Linked DNA regions of Sus scrofa: region 1 is linked to region 2. Evidence: chromatin contacts called from public Hi-C data. All regions are on one chromosome and are shown on one strand. The core of a region is the stretch at or near the end of the contact, and the rest is flanking DNA. Distances in the headings are between cores, read along the strand shown. Region 1 has its middle 170 kb from the start of SEMA6A. Region 2 holds the start of SEMA6A (semaphorin-6A).

The links. Hi-C and Micro-C count contacts between places; a contact is called where the count stands out from the background.
Region 1: a Hi-C map of liver shows a contact between it and region 2, with 6 times the contacts expected there. The contact joins the enhancer-like site here to the promoter of SEMA6A in region 2. A contact is called at or near these places in 1 of 5 promoter capture datasets (liver), 8 of 47 Hi-C or Micro-C datasets (brain, heart right ventricle, liver and 3 more) and 1 of 2 datasets of contacts at active chromatin or transcription factors (skeletal muscle).

The regions. Positions count from the first base shown.
Region 1 is chr2:120,854,056-120,860,017 of Sscrofa11.1, reverse strand. No RefSeq gene overlaps it. Among named protein-coding and RNA genes, the nearest start is that of SEMA6A, 170 kb to the right of the region's middle. Within about 2 kb of position 4,122, at least 5 of the 83 cell types and tissues checked have an H3K27ac peak or open chromatin away from gene starts, as enhancers often do. A contact at or near this core is called in liver, where this site is marked.
Region 2 is chr2:120,685,637-120,691,836 of Sscrofa11.1, reverse strand. It overlaps SEMA6A (semaphorin-6A), which reads left to right and starts at 4,240. Exons shown (of 18, transcript XM_005661593.3): 1 at 4,240-5,343.

The DNA of each region.
Region 1 (5,962 bases), core at 2,873-5,372, 170 kb before region 2:
TGGATTAAAAGCAAAACAAAAAGACTTTGATTTAAGAATGAGTAAAGGGATTGATTCCTTCATGTAACATATTTATCTTCCTAATTACTTTATGCTTGGGCTAAATTTAAGAACAATGTCGCCTGCCATAAAAAAAGAATGAAATAATTCCATTTGTAGCAACATGGCAGACCTAGAGATTATCATATTAAGTGAAGTCAGACAGAGAAAGAGAAATATTATATAATATCCAATATAATATTGGAATCTTAAATATGATGCAAATGACCTAATCTACAAAACAGGAACAGTTTCGCAGACAAAGAAAATAGACTTGTGGTTGCCAAGGGGGATCACAGGGGTGGGGAGCTAAAATAGGAGTTAGGGACTAACATACAGACACTACTAAATACAAAATATGTAACCAACAAGTACCTGCGTATAGCACAGGAAATTATACTCAGTATCTTGAAACAACTTATAATGGAAAAGAGTATGAAAAAGAAAATGTATTTATGGGTGTCTGTATGTGTATATACTTTGCTATACACTTGAAACTAACATAACATTGTAAATTGACTTCAACTTGAAAAGTAAAACAAGGGGTTCCCATCGTGGCTCAGAGGGTTAAGGACCCAATATTTTCTCCATGAGGATGCAGGTTTGGTCCCAGGCCTTGCTCAGTGGGTTAAGGAACTGACATGGCCATGGCCATGGCTGTGGCACAGGCCACAGCTGAAGCTCCAATTCAATCCCTAGACCAGGAACTGCCATATGCCCAAGGTACAGCCATAAAAAGAAAAAGAAATTAAATGAAAAGTAAAAGAAGAAGAAGAAGAAAAAACAATGTTCCTTTTTATGCACCTATCACTGTCATAAAGGAAAGGGGGGAAGAATGTAAAAGCATGTCAGAAAAGAACAGGCAGTATGAAATTTTAAGGTTTCCTAGGGGAAAAAAATCCACAAAACTGATGATCTGTACAAAGAAAGCAAAAAGCTAATGGTACAGAATTAAACCTACTTGTCCATCATCTTTTGGTATTTCTCTTCTCTCACCTGTTTGATTACCTCTCCCCCTTTTCCAAATGCCACTCCCATAATCCTCCAGATGTTGACCTGCTCATTCGGCTCCCTGGTCATTTCCTCCTTTGAGCTGGCCTGGTCTAGAGGAGCTCAGGTATCCAGTGGGTCTTGGCTCAGTATCCTTTCACTCTGAAAACGTGAATTCACCGTTGCATCTTCTGCAGAGATTCCTGGCCCCTGGCTGCCTCTCCCACTTTACTTCCTACCCTCTTTCTCTTGATTCACAACTGGCCTTCTCACCTCCCCTGAATACACCAAACACATTCCTGCCCAGAACACGGACACTTACTGTCCCCTCTCTCTGAAATAACTGTCCTCCAAGTCTCCACAATGTTCGGTTCCTCACTTCAAATATTTTTCTCAGATTACTCATTCTTGACCGCTCTACCTGCTTTCTCTCTCTTTTACAGCAGTTTCAAAAGCAGAGATTATGACATGTATTTTTATATACTGTCTCTTCCCACTAGAATGTAAATACCATGAAGCTAGAGACTATGTCAGCTGACTCTTGCTGAATAATAAACCACCCACATACTGAGAGTCTAAGAACAACAGCCATTTATTTAGATCCTAACTCTGGCAATTAGGTTTGACATTTTGGGCTGGGCTTAGCTGGGCGGTCCTCTGGTCTGGGGAAGGTTTGGTTGATCTTAACTAAAGCTTACTCAAACATGTAGATTCATTAACAGAGTCAGCAGAAGGCTGGCCAGCTCGAGGCTGGCCCATTTGTTACTTTTCTAAGTGACATCTTACCCTCTGGCTGCCTAGCTTGGGCTTATTCGTGTGTTGGTCAAGGTTTGAATGCACAAGTGCTTTTCCTACCTCTGAATGAGTCACATTTGTGACAATACCATTGAACGACCCAGATTCAAAGGGTAGAAAATAGATTCTGTTTCTTAGTTGGAAGGACCTGCAACATCACTTGGTCCTAAACGCAAGGAGAGGAAGTTGTGGTTATTTTTACAAACTCTTTCAGGGACTCATTTCTGAGCCTCTAGCCTCTCAAACAGTGGCTGGCTTAGAGCAGGCTCTCAGTAAACACTTCTTTTTTTTTTTTTTTTTTTTTTTTGTAGTGTAAGAAGTATAATGTTGTCCGCATCAAACTTATATAATGTTATAAGCCAATGTTACCTCAACAAAAGTTAAATTAAAAATAAAATAGGAGTTCCCATGGTGGCGCAACAGAAACAAATCCAACTAATAACCACGAGGTTGCAAGTTCGACCCCTGGCCTGGCTCAGTGGGTTAAGGATCTGGCATTGCTGTGAGCTGTGATGTAGGTCGTGGACACAGCTCGGATCTGGCGTTGCTGTGGCTGTGGCCTAGGCCAGCAGCTACAACTTCAATTAGACCCCTAGTCTGGGAACCTCCATGTGCTCCATAGCCCTGGGTTATTTGATTTTTGTTGTTGTATGTTGCCATGCTTGAGGGGAGGGAGGATGCTGTTCTGCAAGCAGAAACAGCATCAATAAACCCCTCTTAAAAGAATAGAGGAAACTCCAGAGGGCTAAGAAACAGCAAACACAAAATTGCCAGAACATCATCACAGGCGGATGCTGGTGCTGTGACCACCGCCACTATATTCCACCAGCGTTCCTGGCCCCACCACTCCTGCAGAAGATAAACCCTCAAAGGTTTTTCTTTGCACCGCTAGCTCAAGGCAGGAACTGATCTAGAGCTTCTGACTTGCCACCTAACTCAAGTGACTGCTCTGGCGCTCACATGTGGGGGAGAGGAGGTGAGGCTACAAATACTCACACACACTGGGGAGATGCTCACACAATAAGAAGATGGCAGACTCACAGATAGAGTCTAACCAAACTCATGGTTACCAGTGGGGAGAAGGCATAGGGGTGGAGCAACCTGGGGTGGGGGGAGTTGGAGGTTGGGGATAAGATAAGCTACAAGGAAATGGTGTACAACACCAGGAACATAGCCAATATTTTATAATAACTATACATGGAGTATAACCTTTAAAAATTGTGAATCACTATATTGTACATCTGTAACATGTAATATTATACAGCAATTATACGTCGATTAAAAAAATGTAAAATTTTTTAAAAAGAAGGAGATGGGTTCTGGAGACACGAGTCCTCCCCATACCACCATCGACACCAAGTAGATACATGCTTTAGAAACTTTCCCAAAGAATTTTCGTTGTTGTTGTTAATTGTTAACAATGGCTGATACCTATTGGAACTGCACTCACATACACAGACACAAATATTAAGTGGCAGATGAGGGAAGCTTTGAATTCAGCCAAATAACTACTCTTTCCAGAAACAGCTGTTTAGTGAATGAATTACTTATTTTCTTTTAAAAAATCATTTGGATTGCATATAGAAGCGGCCAAGTTCTCTGTGTACAGAATGCTTACTTGCTATTTGTCTCACAAAGGGATCATTAGAATGAGTGGATAAAAATGCACTGTAACTATCATTTAAAGTAGTCATATAGAATAACACACAAAGACCCTGTACTTCTGTCACTTGAATAAATGTGTGCATTAAACAGTAGAATACCTAGAATTGGTTCCTGCCATGCAGAGCAGTAGACAATTTCAGTTGTATTACTTAGAGACTTAGAAGCAATAATAGGAGCTCATGGCCTTTAAATCAAAGCTTCTTAAGAGGAAAAGAGAAGCTACAGAAAATACCTAACCCATAAAAAACTGGTATAATTTTTCATGATCTCCTCCAGCGTTTAGAAGACAGTTATATAACCACCACCACCACATACACACACAGAGACACACTGAATAGTGAGTGCCCCAATTTGGATCCAATGTTACTTTTCATTCTTTTATCTATCTGGTTCTAGAAAGGAAAAACATGCTGGTGAACCTGAGGCTCAGCATGATGCCCATTCAGGATGAAACCCTTAACTTCAAAGACCAAGGAAGCATATACAGGTTGGGCAAGACCCCAGCTCCTGCCCCATCTCCCTGCCAGTAATTTCTGGCCTCATTTTCAAGTGCCAGCACCTGCATTTCTCTGCCTGCGGGCTTTCTGTAACCACAGGAGCCTGCTTTCCTGCCTACTCGGCAGGCCAGCAACAGCAGCGAACTAACACTCCCACCAAGTGGCCTCGACCCACCAACAACCTTGGGAGAAGGCTATCCTCGCCCTTTGACCAGCAGAGCTCTGGGGCACATGTTCACCCACAGGAACAAACGTCTATCAGGTTTCCGCAGCGGGTGGGAGCTCGGAGAGCCCTCACAGTCACTGCTTACTAAAGCAAGCTTTAGCGGCGCTCTCTCCTTTCCTGTTTTATCCCTAGAGTCCATTGCCAGAGACCCTTCACCTCCAACAACTGCTGACTCAGAGGTGGTTTATAGAGGGACCCAAACTAATACAAAGCTCCAGCCTTTCAACCATCCCGTTTCCTCCAACACACAGGTGTTTCCCTAATACCTTAGGTTGGTCCTTGAAGCTCCTTGGTCTTAAGATGAGGTCAGGTGAAAATGCGGATCCGTTGAGAGAGGCCCCCCCCCAGCAAGCACTGTAGTCCATGCATACCTTAGAGAGCACAAAGGATGTGACCCCAAGCTGGGTGGATGGGACTGAATGAGAGAAGCCAAGAGCAGGGTGTGGAGGGGGCCACACAGGAAAGAGGAAGGAGGGTGCTCATCCCTCCACTCTCCTCCTTGGCTGGGAAAAGTGGTCCTAGGGTGCACGCGGCTCTAACGCCAATCAGAATTCTGCAGCTGAGACCAGTCCCCTTGATTTCACTAGCCAGTGCCGAGCTCTCCTAAACCTTCATAGCCTCATCTTTAAAATGGAAATAGTGGCGCTCCCCCTGATGCAGTGGGTTAAGGATCTGGCATTGTCACTGCAGCGGCTTGGATAGCTACTGCAGTGCGGGAACTTCCACATGCCATGGGCGTGGCCAAAATAATGAAAATACTAATAATGATAATAATGCCATTTACCGCAGAAAGTTATTAGAATTAAATGAAATATTCCATGCAAGGCACTAAGCACAGTGCTTGGCACATAATAAGTTTAACCATTATCTTATCATGAATTAACACTTTCTCATGATAAATGATAAATTATAATTATGAATTATAATTTAAAACGGTGTGGTTTACACCTTGTTTTTTTGTTTTTGTTTTTTTGTCTTTTTAGGGCCACACCCACAGCATATGGAGGTTTCCAGTGTAGGGGTCGAATAAGGAGCTGTGCTGCCAGCCTACACCACAGCCACAGCAATGCCAGATCCGAGCCACGTCTGCAACATACATTACAGCTCGTGGCAACACCAGATCCTTTAACCCATTGAGTGAGGCCAGGGATCAAACCTGCGTCCTCATGCATGCCAGTCAGATTTGTTTCCACTGAGCCATGAAGGGAGATCCCTACACCTTGAATTTTTGATTTGTCCTCCTAACCTGCCAAAGGAGGCAAGACCCAAAGCCAGGTCAGAACTGCTGCTCTGTTGCTCTGGCTTCTCCTCATCCCTCACTCAGCGGCGCGCACACACACCAGCCCTGCTGACTGTTCTGGTCCATTTCCTTCCTGAACTGTGACACAGGAACCCCAGAGCAAGGGTGTGGAGAGACAGGATCTCACATGCTTTGAAAGATGCAGAGCAACGACAATGAAAACAAAACAGAAGGGAGAAAAACCATAATACTTGTGGATGCAAGGTTAAACTCTCGTGTAAGAAGCCCATTACCCCACATCCTCTCCTGTCCAGCGCCTCTTCACTGCGTGAGCCATTCTGCAGCATCGGCAGCCTTCCAGGGCCATTTTTCAGGCGCTCTGCAGCAGATGTGATAATTATAAAATGCGCCATCAGAGAACTAGGGTATTTATTTGTTTTCCTTAATTTCAATTTTTACTACCTTTCCTTTAAAAACAGCAAGACACAGATTGAGCCATAAACTGTCAGA
Region 2 (6,200 bases), core at 2,991-5,490:
TTCCAGAGGAAGGAGCGGTTGTGTTCACCATTGCTGAGGCTTCAAACAAAACCTTGACAGTTTTCACTGGATTTACATCACAAATGTCGCTGAAGACTTTAGCAAAAGCCTTGGCAAAGGAGTGCTGGGAACAGAAGCCAGACAGGAACAGGTAACTGGGAGAGGAGGAAGTGTCAATGGTGACTGTCAACAATCCTTTATCTTTGAAAAAGAGGAGAGCAGGGGGAGCTGCAAAGGCCTAGAAGATCCAAGGAGGGCTCGTTTTTAAGATCAAGAGATTAAAGCCCATTTACATGCAGATGGGAGATGCTGAAGAGATGGAGACAAGAAGGTAGGACAGAATTTCTGAGAATGTGTAAACGATCCGAAAACAGGTGGAAGGACTGGCCCCAGAAGAGGAGATGAGTAAGAAATAATGAGAACAGAAGCAAAAATTCCCATCTGGTAGCCTGGGGGACGGAGGGGGTTGTTTGTTTATTTGTTCCTTTTTTCAGGGAAGTAGGGGGCACTGAGGGAGAAAATCAGAGGCTGAGAGAAAGGGAAAACCACACAGTGGCAGGGCTCAGGGTCTACTTGGGGCCGATGATGACAACAGAGTGTACAGTCTGCCCAGATGTGTGCTTGAAATTTTTTTCTAGTAGGCTTTTGCTGCCTGATGCAAGAGCAAGCAGAGAAGGCTGGTATTTCTCTACGTCAGAACTGGTGTTCACTCAGATGGGTGTGACCAAGGGAAAGAAGAACGAGGGAGTTGAAAGCATCTGCCAGAGAGCCACTTATAATGAAGCTCTGCTGGACAGAGAAGGGAATCAAAGAGGCAGGGAGGGGATAGATGGAGAGAGTGGCAGGACCCACAGCTTGGAGGGCTTCCCGAAATCAGAGTGAGCACAGGGAGGTGTGTAGGCAATTCAGCTGGAAAGAGAGAAGCTGTGATTGGAGAGAGGATGTCCAAATTAGTGATTTAGATGGAGCCTTTTCTGATAATAAGGCCCAGCATGAAGCCCTGGAGTAGGGGGCAGGGGTGGGTAAGAAAAAAGGATAGTTTAGAGGAGGAAGGCAAGAAACTGAGAAAGCAGAGGGTTCGTGCTTGGGTAGACACTAACTGTCACATGAATGCCGACAGGTGACAGGAGGGATAGACAGGAGGACAGTAAGCCTGCGCCAAGTCTTTGAAAAGTGGGATAAAATGAGGTCTGTGGAGGAGAGCACCACTCCAAAGGTCTGGAAGTTTCTGAGAAAAGAAGAAATAGCCTGACAAGCAAGGACACATCTTGCTTTCCAATACTGGGATAAGCGAGCAAGAGAGAAACAGCCTCATCAGAAAAGGCTGGGGAAAAGCAGTGTTCTAGAACACAGTCAGGATTCCTGGTAACAGTGACTCTGATTCCCAGCTACAAACCAGAATTCTCCAAGGAGCTTTAAAAATATCCAGGCCCATGGCCCCCAGTCCCAGCTCAACACCTCAGCATCTCTGTAGCCTGAGGATTTGTCTCATTCAAAAGCTCCCCCACAACTCTAGTGTAAAAAATGGGTTTTAAGACCATTGATTTAAAGCAAGCAGGTGAAGGGAACTCTAGAGAAGGAACTTCAAAGACAGAAACAGAGAGGTTGCCTGACTATGGCTGACAGTGGCCTGAATGTATAAAGTGCACTCCCCAGGTGTCCCCCAGGAACTCATTCCCACCAGGAGTTGAGGGGTAAGCACCAGGAAACTCTTCTCCCAAGTTCACTTCTACCATTGGTGGTAAAGCAGAGCTTCTGACCAAATAGCTGGATATGGCCCTTAAAAGGATGCTGTGTGAGTTTACCTTTTTCTCTCCTCTTCTCCCACCTTGCTTTTCCAAGTGACCTGGGGGAAAGCAGGTTTAAGCATTTACTGAAGAGGGGTTGTTATGGGGCCGCTCCCAGCACTGACCCAAAGCAAGCCGCATCTTTCCCCTGCCTCCATTTGACTCCTGTAAAACATGGTGGGAGGATTGATGTGGAGAAGGACAGTGATGCTAGCTAACCTTGACCCTAGACCTGTGCTTTACACTCACCTCATTTAATCCACACAACCCCTGGGACGAGAATCCTCACTGACAGGTGAGTCCACTGCTCCAGAGAGATAAGTGACTGCCCCAAGGTCACTATCAGTAGGTTACCTAACAAGAGCCTGGCTCCAAAGACCAAGGCCTTCCTCACTCCACTTGGTGCCACTTAACTACAAAACAGCCCAACTTTCCCTACCCACTCTAACACTTGCTGACGCTTTAACTTGTCAGCTTTCTCTCCCTAAAGGGAAAGGGTAGGTTGCAGGCTTCAAAGGCTTTGGAGAGGCAGAGGTTTTACTGAAAAGCAAGGCAGGCTTGTGGGAGTCTGCGCACAGAAGGGGAAATGACATCATGAGGTTTCCTAGGGCAGCCTCCCCACAGGTGCTCCCCTGAGGGCTTCAGAAGGGACACAATAGCTGGCTTTTCTGCCATCTCCGGGAGCATCTCTCCCCTGGCAAGTGGAAATGTAATCTCACCTGGTCAGTTCCACAAGTGCCTAATTAGATGGTGAAACTTCAAGATTTCGTCATTGCCAGGAAGATTCCGAGTGGTATTTCTTAGCCTTGCACAAGTTAACTCAAATTCTTGTATTCCCTAATTTTAAATTAGGTAAATTTAATTTCTCGTTTCTTGGCTCAGCGTTACTGCAAATTAAACATGCAAGTATTAATAATGAAAATAACTTCCCTTTAAAAACATATCCTGAAACTCGATGTGGGGCACTTCCAATACATCCATAAAGCAAACAAGACAGCTTAATTGTTTGTTTCTCCAAGGGAAGAAGCTAAACCCGGAATTAATTTGGTTCAGCCTGTGAAACAATTCGTTTGCTCTGCCTAATTCTGCCAATTAAAAGAACTTTTCCCAGACCCAGTCAGCATGTAAATCAGAGGCAGAGAGCAAAGAAGGGGCCTCGGCGACCCGGTCTGAATGGAGACGCTGTACAGAGAATCCCTGGGACCTCTTGGGCCCGATCTGCAGACTGCGGGACCGCGCAGGGGGCGCATGGATCAGCTTGAGGTTTTACGTCGAAATCTGGTCGTTACATAGCGCAGCCGAGCATCCAGCGGTCGCGGCCGGCGAGGGCCTCTGCCTGGGTGCCGACTGGATTCGAAAGGCACGTCCACGACCCAGTTCCCCACCAGTGCGCGGGAGCGCGCTACCAAGTCCGCCGCCCCCACGCCCCAGCCCTCTCCCGGAGCGGGCTCCGCCCCCCATGGCCGCAGCCCTCGGCTCCCAACCCCCAGTCACTACGGATCCGCCGCGGTTTTTGCCTGGGAAAGGTGAGGATAGCGGCCCCTGCCGGCAGCTTCGGCAAAAGCCTTTTTCCACTCAACCATTCTCCCCACCTTTTCTAAATGGTTTGTGGAAATATATTTTTTAATTTATTTAATAACTTACTTATTATAAATCTTTACATATGTATATTTTTATTATTTGTGAGCCCCCACGAGCAGATGTAACTTTGTTTCCTTGTATGAACTGCAAAAAAGGGGGACTTGGTTCCTAGCCCCAATTAGGGAATAGGTACAGTATCTAATGCGTTTATTAGGCCTAAAGGCGAGGGGGGACCCTGATCTCCCTCCCAATGCTTTTCTCGGCCAAGCCCAAAACTAGTAAATATTGACTGGAGAACTGCTTGGTCGCTCCGAGTTACTTTCTTTAAAGGCTGTGGCTTACAGCCCTCACCACGCGAGAAGCCCACTTGGGGAACAACACGCTACCATGCGCGCAGCGGCCGGGGGAGGGGGACATCGTGTGGCCTGGCCAATTGGCCCAAGCCTGTAACTGCAAAGCTTTTTGGCGAGTGAACTTTTAAGAGACAGAAAAAGGCTGTGCCTGCCATTCTTCTGGTGGTGTTAACAAAAGCGCCTTGGAAGAAGTTGCGATTTACTTATTCCATGAAGCTGTTGGATTCTCGCTGGAATTGTGTTTTATTTCTGAAGTTTACATAATTGTTTCTAAGAATAGTTTACATATTTCCTACGTTTAAAAACATCATCGTTGTTAACAGCATTCTTTGCACTACAATTTGTTTGCTTAACATGCTTTATTAACGTGTTGTGTTATAGGTATGTTAACTAATAGTTGTGTTCATATTTTCGAGGTGTTTTTTTAAGCGCACCGGCTTCTATCCAGTTCATCTGGGTGCGTGGAGCTTCCATCACTTCTGGAATCCACCTTTGATACTGTAATCAGAATTAGAAACACTTGCCATTCACTTACCCTCATCCTTTAAAACTTTTCCATTTAAGAAAATCGATGAACAAATCCCTTCTTGTAACTCGCTCCTGCAATACGTCTATTTTTATTTATTTTTCTGATTTGGCCGTGCTCAGCAATGCTGTCCGGGATTTTTTTTTCCTCGCTAGAGCAAATGCCAGGGGTGGGGGAGGCGAGGGCTGGGATCCTGCCGGCATTGCCCCCGCAGGGACCTCCGCCTAGCGCGTGGTGGGGCCCGGAATAGTGGTGGAAGGAAGCTGCACTGGCCAGTCGGTCCAAGGCTCCACCTACGGTCACATGGCGTAGATTCTCTCCCCCTCCACCTCGATCACTCGCGTTCACTCCTAGAGACCACTGCTCTCCTTTGGGTCGGAGAAGACGCCAGCCAAAGGAGGCGGGGTTGCAGGAGGAGAGTCCGCCTTGCGCAATCCAGTCCGGGACTTGGCTCCGCCCTGGAGCGGAGGCCTCTCCGGTGACAGAGGAGTAGTGAGCCGCACGGGGTGAGGCTGCAGCCAACTCCGCTCCCCGCGCACTCGGCTGTCCAGGCGCTCGGGACGCAGCAGCGGCGCTTCTCCGCGGGGCCGACCGCCCGCGATGCCCGCTTAGGAGTGGCGGCAGCGGCCAGCGTCGCCACACCCGCGGGGTAGCGCTCCCGGTCGGCGAGCGGGGCTAGAGCATATACCCTTGCCCCAGCCCCCACCCCGCCCCCCACCCTGAAATGACTTGTTAATCGGCGCAGACACTACCGAAGGGACTCGCTGGAGTGGAATCCAAGTGGAATTTGGATTTGAAGAAGAGTTTCTTGAACATTTACTCCTTTCTTGTTGGTTTTTTTTTTCTTTCTTTTTTCCTTTTCCCTTCTCCGCTTGTCATTGGAGATGAACCCAGAGCATTTGCATCCCAGAAAGTAGTCGCCGCGACTGTTACCCCAAAGAGACAAGCACATATGTAGGAATGACAAAGGCTTGCGGAGGAGAGAGCGCAGCTCGCGGCCCAGAGAGAACCCCTTGATAATGGATTACTAAATGGGATACACGCTGTGCCAGCCCGCTCCGAGCCCCGGCCGCCTGCCCGTCGATGCACCGAAAAGGTACGGCTGGGGCGTCCCGGCGCGCCCCACCTCCCGGGCAGCTCCGCTCCCTCCTGCGGGTCCCAGGGCCGCGGTAGGCAAAGCGCTCTCGGCTTTGTGGTGCCTGCGTTTTATTTTGTCTTGTGTCTGTCTCTCGAGCGTTGCTCGGCCCTGGGGGAGCAGCTGTGAGCCCTGCCCGACGTTCTTCTCCGCCCTGCGCCCCAGAGACCGCCGGGCTCCGTGTTGCAAGCTTCCCCACCCGCGCCGCGCACATGCCGGGCGCCGCCCGGGACCCCGACCTCGCGGACAGTTGCCTGGCCCTGGGATGTGTGTGCAGGACCCGGGGGCTCATCCTCATTTTCGGGCCAGCAGGCAATAGAGAGGCCCGAAAAGGGTGAGGTTCTTGGAAGCTCCCTGTCCTGGTGCGAAGGCAGGGGAAGGGGTTCTGGCCCCGAGGACTGGAGGAGATTGGATAGAAGAGCGCTGCTTTCCCTCAGCACCAGGTTTGGGTTCAGGGGTGGGAGAAGGGGTTCCATAGATACGGTGGGGAAGCGAAGAGAATCTTTTGTTGTCGGCGCGGTGTCTGGGCTGGGCTCAGTGGAGTGCGGGAAACTTGTAATGGCCTTGGCACCCGCGCACCCTGCCACTTGGTGACATCCCGGCTGGCTCCCGCGGCCGCTGGCACCAGAGGTTCCGGGCTTTGTTTGCTCGAATGAGTGGCCTCCTCCCGGTGTTGCGCGGCGCCCCCGCCCTGGGTCCTATCCCCCGCTGAAGCTCCCTTCTGGGCGGCGAAAACCGCATCTGTCGCGTCTGCGTCCCCCTCAAGCACGGAACTCGCCCCACCGGGGCTCGCACCCGCGGTACCCTCTTCCAAAATC